2 separate regions of the Sus scrofa genome follow, and region 1 is linked to region 2. The links are chromatin contacts, called in public promoter capture Hi-C maps. All regions are on one chromosome and are shown on one strand. Each heading gives the region's core, a stretch centred on a gene start, on an enhancer-like site or on the middle of the called end of the contact. The rest is flanking DNA. Distances are from core to core; before and after follow the strand shown. Region 1 holds the start of QSOX1 (sulfhydryl oxidase 1). Region 2 holds the start of LOC100738642 (torsin-1A-interacting protein 2).

Region 1 (4,272 bases), core at 500-2,999, 270 kb after region 2:
TTAAGGATCCTGCGTTGCTGTGGCTGTGGTGTACGCCAGTGGCTACAGCTCCGATTCGACCCCTAGCCTGGGAACCTCCATAGGCCGCGGGTTCGGCCCAAGAAATGGCAAAAAGACAAGGAAAAAAAAAAAAAAGAAAGAGATTCTATTTGAATAGACTTCTAAGACTTAGAGTTGAAAATCCCAGTATTGCTGTTCTGGGATATTGAAGCCCCCGATTTTACCACTCTCCGGGCTGATTTCTTTGACTCCATTGCCAAGAAACTTTATCCACTCTATCTGAATCGTTTGTGTTCGTTTCCATTTCGGATGTTCTGAAATAGATATGTGAACAAGCACATCTTTGTGTAGTTATGTGGGCTGTCCTTCTCAGGCACTCACCTTGTCCCTTTAATTCCCAGGGAATTCCCTGGGGAAGAGAACACCTGGGGAATAGAAATATTTGAAGGCACTTGACTTTTACTGGCACCTTATCCAGTTGCTGAAGTTCTTCCAACCTTTGGAATCCAGGGTTTCCAGGGAGCTGTCAGTGCAGTTCAAGACTTTGGCACAGAGACTATGAATGCACGAAGGGAGCAAAAGCCCCAACTGCCAGATCTCTGCCTGGAATGTTCTCATCCCAGATTACCACAAGGCTCTCTCCCATACATCATTTGGGTCTTTGGCTCAAATATTACCTCGTTAGAACTGCCGTAAGACTAGGGCGAGAGGAGCCTCTACCTTGTCTTCTGAGCTCTGTGGCCCTCTTCCAGCCACACCCCTTTCCACAGAGCTAGAAGCCCATGGGTCAAGGGGATGTGCCCACCCAAATCTCCTGTTTCTCACCCTTTCTTAGATCATACCGTGGATACTTGAGACCCTAGAACCCATTGCCCCAGCGGCACCAGATCAGCTTCTAGAGACAACATCGACCCAAGGTCTGTCCTCTTGAGGAGCCAAGGCGTGGCTATTTGCTGGAGATATGGATGCAGCTCAGATGTGCCGGCAAGGATGTTATAGGTATGGACACAAGGCCCCTTGATGGATGGGACAGACCTGGGGTGCAAAGAGTAGGAGGAAGGTCAAGGGCCAGGGACCAGTTACCACCTCAGTGGCCCCGTTCCACAGCGCATCTTGGGGGAGTCCAAGAATTCCAGATTATTATGGAGGTATACTTGTCAAGATGAAAGGATAGGAATTTTACATAACAGTTTAAATTGGTTGTACTTAAAAAATGTATAGGCACATGATATGTGTGCCTTCATGTGCATTATTGACCCTGGCCCTGCAAATATGAGGGGTGGGCCCACCCCTGACCTCATTGTCTTCTAAAATACCTAAAATACCGCTTCCTCTGTCACCCTATTTTTACCCTATTGCACATATCTTCATAACCTTTGTCAATACAGGATCTACATTTATATCTCTCTATCCTTACTAGAATGTACGTTCCATGACTGTGGAATCTTGGTTTTATTTACTGCCTTATCTTTTGTTCCTAGAACAGTGCCTGGTACCAAGAAACCACTCAATAAATGCTGGAATAACAAATCTAGTTTCCGATGGCTTACAGGCAAGGTGGGCTGACCCAGCAGACACAAAAGAAAATGATCATTTGTGATAACACTCTGAGGAACACCTGCTCTCCTTAAGATAACTCAGCATCAGAGCTGCAAAAGGTGGACCAGGGGAAGTTAATCATTAATACCTTAGTACACAGGAACACAAATGAGTTATAAGGGTACTAGTCAGAAGGATTTGTACGTGAAAATGGAGATCTGTGAGTGGGGATTTGGGCCGCTGGGAGCCCCAGTTGGAGGAATAGACCGAATAACCTGGACCTGTGAGTTGAGGAAACTGATTGCACCCAATGGGCCATGCAAATCTAGCCCAGCATAAGATGGGAGGGGGCTTCTCATTCATGATTAGGAAACCCTCAAACAATGTTTTCCTTAGATGATCACAGGCCTCCAGGGTGTGGGCACATCTGATGCCGTGGGGCTGTGGTGATGACACACTCAGAGACTGTCCTGCCACCTGTCCTTCTCCCTCACATGCATCTAATTCACAACCTCTTATCGTTTGGTGGGATCCCCAGAACTTTCCGGGAACAGCATAAATCGGTCCAGTCTATTCCAACGGACTCTTTTTCCGTTGGATTCGGGGGCCTGGGAGAAGCCAAATGACTTCCTCCAGTCCCCAGCAGCGACCGGGAACGCCGGTCCAGGATTCCGCCCGCGGATGTCGCACATCTTTCATTTGGCGGGTGGGGCCCCGCGGCCTGAGCTGTGCTCCCTGGCTCCCGGGGCCGAGGCGCGAACCGGCTAGCTCTGAGGTCTCCGCTGCCGGAACCAGGCGCTCTGGGCCGGGCCCGACTCCAGCGCCCAGCTCAGGCCCTCAGCTGCTCCCCCGCCCACTGGCCGCTGGCCGGAGGGCGGGGCGGGGCAAGGGGGCGGTGCCGGGCCTCGTTGGGCGGGACCACGTGGCTCCTCCTCCCGACGGAGGCAGGAGGTGCCGCCGAGCAGCTGGGCACCAACTCGTCTGAAACTTGCGAGCAGTGGTGGGCGAAGTCACCGAGGATGGGGTCGTGCGGCCGCGGCTCCGGGCCGCCGCTGTCGCTGCTGCTGCTGGCGGTGCTGCTGGCGGTGCCCGGCGCTGGCGCGGCCCCGCGCTCGGCTCTCTACTCGTCCTCTGACCCGCTGACGCTGCTGCAAGCGGACACGGTGCGCGGCGCCGTGCTGGGCTCCCGCAGCGCCTGGGCGGTGGAGTTCTTCGCCTCCTGGTGCGGCCACTGCATCGCCTTCGCCCCTACGTGGAAGGCGCTGGCCAACGACGTCAAAGGTGAGAAGCCGGAGGCGGAGGGGTGAGGAGGCCCGCTCTTCTCGCCACACCTGGGCGAACCTCCGCCTCGTGCCAGGCGGAGGCCCCTCCCGCGGCGCGCGCTTCCCCCTGCCCATCACCTCCGGCCGTCTTCCTCTCTGCCCCTCCCACTTCCCCCCCAGTTTCGCAGTCCTCAACTCCATATTTAGCTCCCGCCCCTCCTTGTCTTTTTCCCCTTGACGGGTGTCGAGAGTTTCTTTCCCCTCCCCGCGGCCTGGGTACCCGGACCTGCTCTGCTTTGCCTGTCGGCCCTCGGCCGGTTTACTGCCCCCATCCCTGCGACGTGGTCTCCTTTGTTCCTACTCGCTGACACCTTCCAGCTTCCTCTCGCCCAGCCTTGTGTCCGTCCCTTTACTACCAAGTTTCCCAGCTGCGATGGGATCAGTGCTGGGGAGAAAAGGAACTGATACTCATTCTGCTGTTCCCTCCCCCCAATTCCCACTCCCTCCTTTCTTTCCCCACCCCTGGTTAATTGACCCAGCTTTATCTTGGAGGCAGAGTTTCCCTGTCTCACTTCCTGGCCTCTCCGACCTGCTGCCTCCAGCTCTTAGCTTCTGGGCCACATCCTTCTCTGTCTTTCCGTTGGCTATGCACCCGCTCGGATCCTTCTGCTTTAACCCCATACGGCGAGACACTTGGCTGAGGGCAGCCTCTTCGTGTGTGTTTGGTCCTTGCTCCACTTTCCCATTCATTGGCCTGACCGCTGGTACCAGATTTCCTTGATTCTAAGGGAGGGTCAACTGTGAGGCCCACCATTCATTTACTAACACCTGAGGGGCTGAGCGGTAACACAAGCCAATAGATGGAGAGAGAATGACGGTGTAGTCTATTACAGAAAATGGTAACATTTTTGGAGTTCACCTGTGCGTCCATTGGTTAAGGACCTGGCGTTATCACAATAAGGGCTCAGGTCACTGCTGTGGTGTGGGTTCGATCCCTGGCCTGGGAACTTCCAAATGCCTGGTGGGCCAAAACAAACGAACAAAACAAAACACGAAAAAAGTAACATTTTTAAAAACGTAAGTTTTGAAGGGGTTCCCGTCATGGCGCAACGGAAACGGTCTGACTAGTATCCATGAGGATGCGGGTTCGTGCCCTGGCCTTGCTCAGTGGGTCAGCTGTGGTGTAGGTCCCAGACACGGCTTGGGTTCCCTGCTGCTGTGGCTGTGTAGCCTGGCAGCGACAGCTCCAATTTGACCCCTAGCCTGGGAACTTCTATATGCTGAAGGTGTGGCCCTAAAAAGCAAAAAAAAAAATTTGAGGTCGAGTAAATACAGTAACAAGAGCAATGAATGTTTATTGAGTGCTTTCGATATGGTATGTCAGACACCGTCCTGAGTAAGTCCCTGATGTACAATGTCTGAGAGTTTCCTTTCCGGAAGATGCCTGGCATGTCATCTGTCTGCTTAGCCC
Region 2 (3,836 bases), core at 262-2,761:
CTGCTGTGCAAAACTTATAATAAATGATAATCACTATACTGAATTCTCTCTTGGGGGACACAGTAGTAGCCATAAAATATAGACTATTACTGAAATTTTAACACAATTACAATTCTAAATACAAAGTTAAAAGCCTAGAGCAAACTGTGCTTTTCTGAGCAAACTTTCCTTGAGAAGTTCAAGTGACACTTCAGAGAAATTGGATTTCTGTTGCATACAGTTTACAATTGTTTCCTAGGCAAAAATAAATTACATACCAGACACTACACATTATTAAAATTCCCAATAATCCTCAAATAATTAGTTAAATTCTTAAGTTACTTTATGTGTGAATTATGGAGACTCTCGGGCTAGTATTATCTCTACGTTAGGAAGAAAAACAAGTGAAACAGAGCTTAAATGAGTCACGTATGGCTATGTGATAAACCAGCAGCAAAACTGGTAATCAAGTTGTGGACTCTGCATTCAGCATAATAAACATTACTGAGGGGAGGCTCTCAAAATTGTCACAGCAAATGTCAGTTTTTCCAACTGTTCTAGTCTACACAAAGGCCTTCAGGAACGTTTTTAGTTCCTCTACCACTAGTTCCTTTTGAAATTAAATTATTTTCCACTGGCCATTTATATACGAGCCCTGTGCTTGAAAAACAAAACTGATAAATATGGATAACAACCACAGCCCCGATTCTTAAAAAACAGATTAGGAAAGGATCCAAAACAAAATGGTTTATGTTGGATCTAGATCCAAAACAAAATGTTTTAAAACCGAAAGACAGGTAAAACTGAAACAAAATACGTTGAATCAGATTAAGATAACTCATTTCTGTATCTGTGTACGAAACAAGCATTACTGATTTAGTAGAGAGTACACTTTTTTGAAGGAGGGAAAAAGAAGAAAACTTTCTCACTAGGTATGATAATACAGTTGGGAATACCTATACGCTATGTAAGAAATTAGTAATTATAGAGTCTTACTTCAAACTTGGTCTTTTCAGTACCATTAAGGCTAAAAGGCGGGGCGGGAGGGTGGGCACTATCTTACAAGGATCAAGACGACGAATGGATGGGATCCTGTTAAGCACGGAAGAAAAGAGAGTAATCACCACCTGTACTGGTAGTTTGCCCGTTTACATTTGAACCTTACAGGAATTCTGCTTCTCATCGCAAAGTCCGAACCAAGCATTTATTCCCACCTTGCTCTATTTAATGTTTACACAATTCTGTTTCTCTTTTTCCACTCCAAAACAAAAATATACCTCCAACCTGCTCCGTTTAAGGGTTTTGCGGTAGGGAGGTGGGGGTGGGGAGGGATCGTTTCTGAAAGATATTTAAAAAGAAGATATCAGATCAAATATTAAAACATGGAAAAGTTGTATATACATTTTACTCACTTACAAATTCTAGCGGGGCTTTAAATCGTCGACTGTCAACGTCAGGAGAGCCCTTCGAGGGTCCTTTCTGCTCCCCAACGCCGGGCTGCACCCCTCCGACGCGGCAGAACAGAACGTCGTCCCCGTCCCAGCCCACGTGACGGCGACCTCCGAGGGGAGGGCAGGCGCCCGCGGAATGCTGGGACTGGTAGGCGCCGGCCCCTCCTCCCTGCAGTCGGCACCTCCCTCTCACTCCCCGGCGCCGGCCAGCGCCCGGGCACGAGGCTGCAGGCGCCGTGAGCGCGCACTCGCGCTGCTCTCTGACCCGGAGGCGAGCGTCTCTCTGCCAGACGTCGGATGACCCTAATTCTCCCTTAAAAAAACCCCGAAAGTTCATAGGCTCAAAGAACCAGTGGAAGCAACACAGTGAGGGGCACTACCCCATGATAATGGCAAGCACCAGTCCGACTTGACTTAGAACCTGGCCTCTACCATTACGAGGTGCTTGTCCTGATCTAAACCTCAGTTTGCTGGTGTCCAATGGGGCAAGGCTACATACCTCATCAGGTGGCTGTGAGTAAATGAGCTAAAGTGCGCAAGAGTGTCTGCTAAATGACTGTAGTAAATGATGAATAAAAGCCATTATCTGATCTATTAATCTTATGTGAAAATTGAGATGGCAATTTACCCAAGAACAACTAATTGGGCAAAGTCAAGTCTAAAATTCTAGTTCCTGACCTGCACCAATTCAAGACAGCATAGAAGAAATCTACATAAATCTCGACTTCCCCTCTGCTAATTTTTTTCCAAACACTTCTGACCAACGCACTATTTTACTTACTATAATTTTTATCTGACTCCCATAGAATATGAAATCCAAGGCAGGGAGGGTTGGTTTTAGGTCTATTTTTTACTGCTGTATCCCAGCACCTAGAACAGCTTTTGTCTGGTGCATAGCATAACCCCCAATATTAACTGGACTAATGCTTCTTCATGTAACTGATTTTTGGTGTCTTCACCTTGCAACCATCCTCTTTTGGCAGAAGACACAGGATTTGGGAACATCTTGGATGCTTTTTAATTGTTTGACTGCAATTTCTAATTCAACAAACAATAAGAGGAAGAATACTACATTCTAGTCACTTTATTGAGTTTTAATTTCTTAATTTCAGTATAATATCTCAAGCTAGATGTTTTCATTTGTATTAAGTCTTGAAAATATTTTTCTGTTGATGTGAGATGGGGAATAAATGCAGCTAACTCCTATGTCTTTAATTTACTTCCTCTAAATATTTTAATCTTTTCCTTATTAAAAATAACAATGTTACCTCTTTCTACCAAGATACAATCCCCAAAGTTATTTCCCTATTGACCAGAAATGTAGATATTATGCACAATGACTTGATAAATTCTTTCTCAGTAAATAACAGGATTTCTGGTTACCCTAAACTAAAAATTCATGTTCAAAAATTATCATTTAAAATAGCTCCTTTACTTAGAAATCCAGTGTCAAGAACATTAGATTTCTAGACCTAGGCCTAAGAGCAAGGTATTTCACTTAATGCCAGTCACTTAACCTGAATTTTACTATTTTGCATGTCTTCCCTAATACATGGCAAATTCTCTCAGGGTAAAGAAAACTCTCATTAATTTAATTCATATACTTATGAATACGTATTCATATATCCTAGTAGACGCTTAAATTAATGAGTACATTGTTCTAATCATTTCTTCTCTTGTTCTCTTTTGATTCACTAAATTCCTCCACATATCTCAAACTCCTAAAGTAACATCCAGAGCTCATGATTCCTTTTGGTATTGATGGCCAAGCAATTCCCTTATATTAGCTATGAATCTACTGTCTATGCAATGTCACCTCTTTTGGGCCACCCCTGTAGTCTGGAAAACATCTACAGCAGAACATCTGGTTTGACAAGAGTTTAGCTTTACCTCAGTTAGTGATGAAAGTTGGTATTTGTAAGATTACTAGGTGTGGAGGCACGTAGGGCAGAGCTAGAATTATGTATCCTTATTACCTAGACAAAAGAGGGAAAATCCTAAGCAAATATACTGTTAAGGTCCAAGTTTCTATATAGTCACCTGTCCTGGCAACTGTTTTAAAGAGGCTCTTAATATATGCATTCCTGATTAGTAATCCTATAAAGTTTTATACACTTTAATGACTTTATTACAGAACCTTTATCATATGAATGAGTAATTTAATAGGCACCTATAAACTATTGCCTAAAAAATAAAAGGCGGGTACTAACCAAGTGTGAACATTTCCCAGCATTTTGTTAGAAAAGATCTAAGTCCCACATATTTCCAAATAATATCTAATGCAGGTTGACGAGGAAGAAGATGCTTTTCACCAAAGATTTTTAAAAAGTGTCATTTCCCATGCTGCTACTCCTTCAGTTTCTTTGGCTGTATTGTATAAACAAGACTAAACTAAGTGCAGTTCCT

The links. Promoter capture Hi-C pulls out the DNA fragments that hold promoters and counts their contacts.
Region 1: a contact with region 2 is called in a promoter capture Hi-C map of liver, with 3 times the contacts expected there. The contact joins the promoter of QSOX1 here to the promoter of LOC100738642 in region 2. A contact is called at or near these places in 1 of 5 promoter capture datasets (liver) and 3 of 47 Hi-C or Micro-C datasets (liver and skeletal muscle).

Annotation. Positions count from the first base shown.
Region 1 is chr9:121,777,323-121,781,594 of Sscrofa11.1, forward strand. It overlaps QSOX1 (sulfhydryl oxidase 1), which reads left to right and starts at 1,750. Exons shown (of 13, transcript XM_013989655.2): 1 at 1,750-1,822; 2 at 2,266-2,820. The coding sequence starts at 1,750.
Region 2 is chr9:121,511,268-121,515,103 of Sscrofa11.1, forward strand. It overlaps LOC100738642 (torsin-1A-interacting protein 2), which reads right to left and starts at 1,512. Exons shown (of 2, transcript XM_005656744.3): 1 at 1,396-1,512. It also overlaps a transcript of TOR1AIP2 not described here.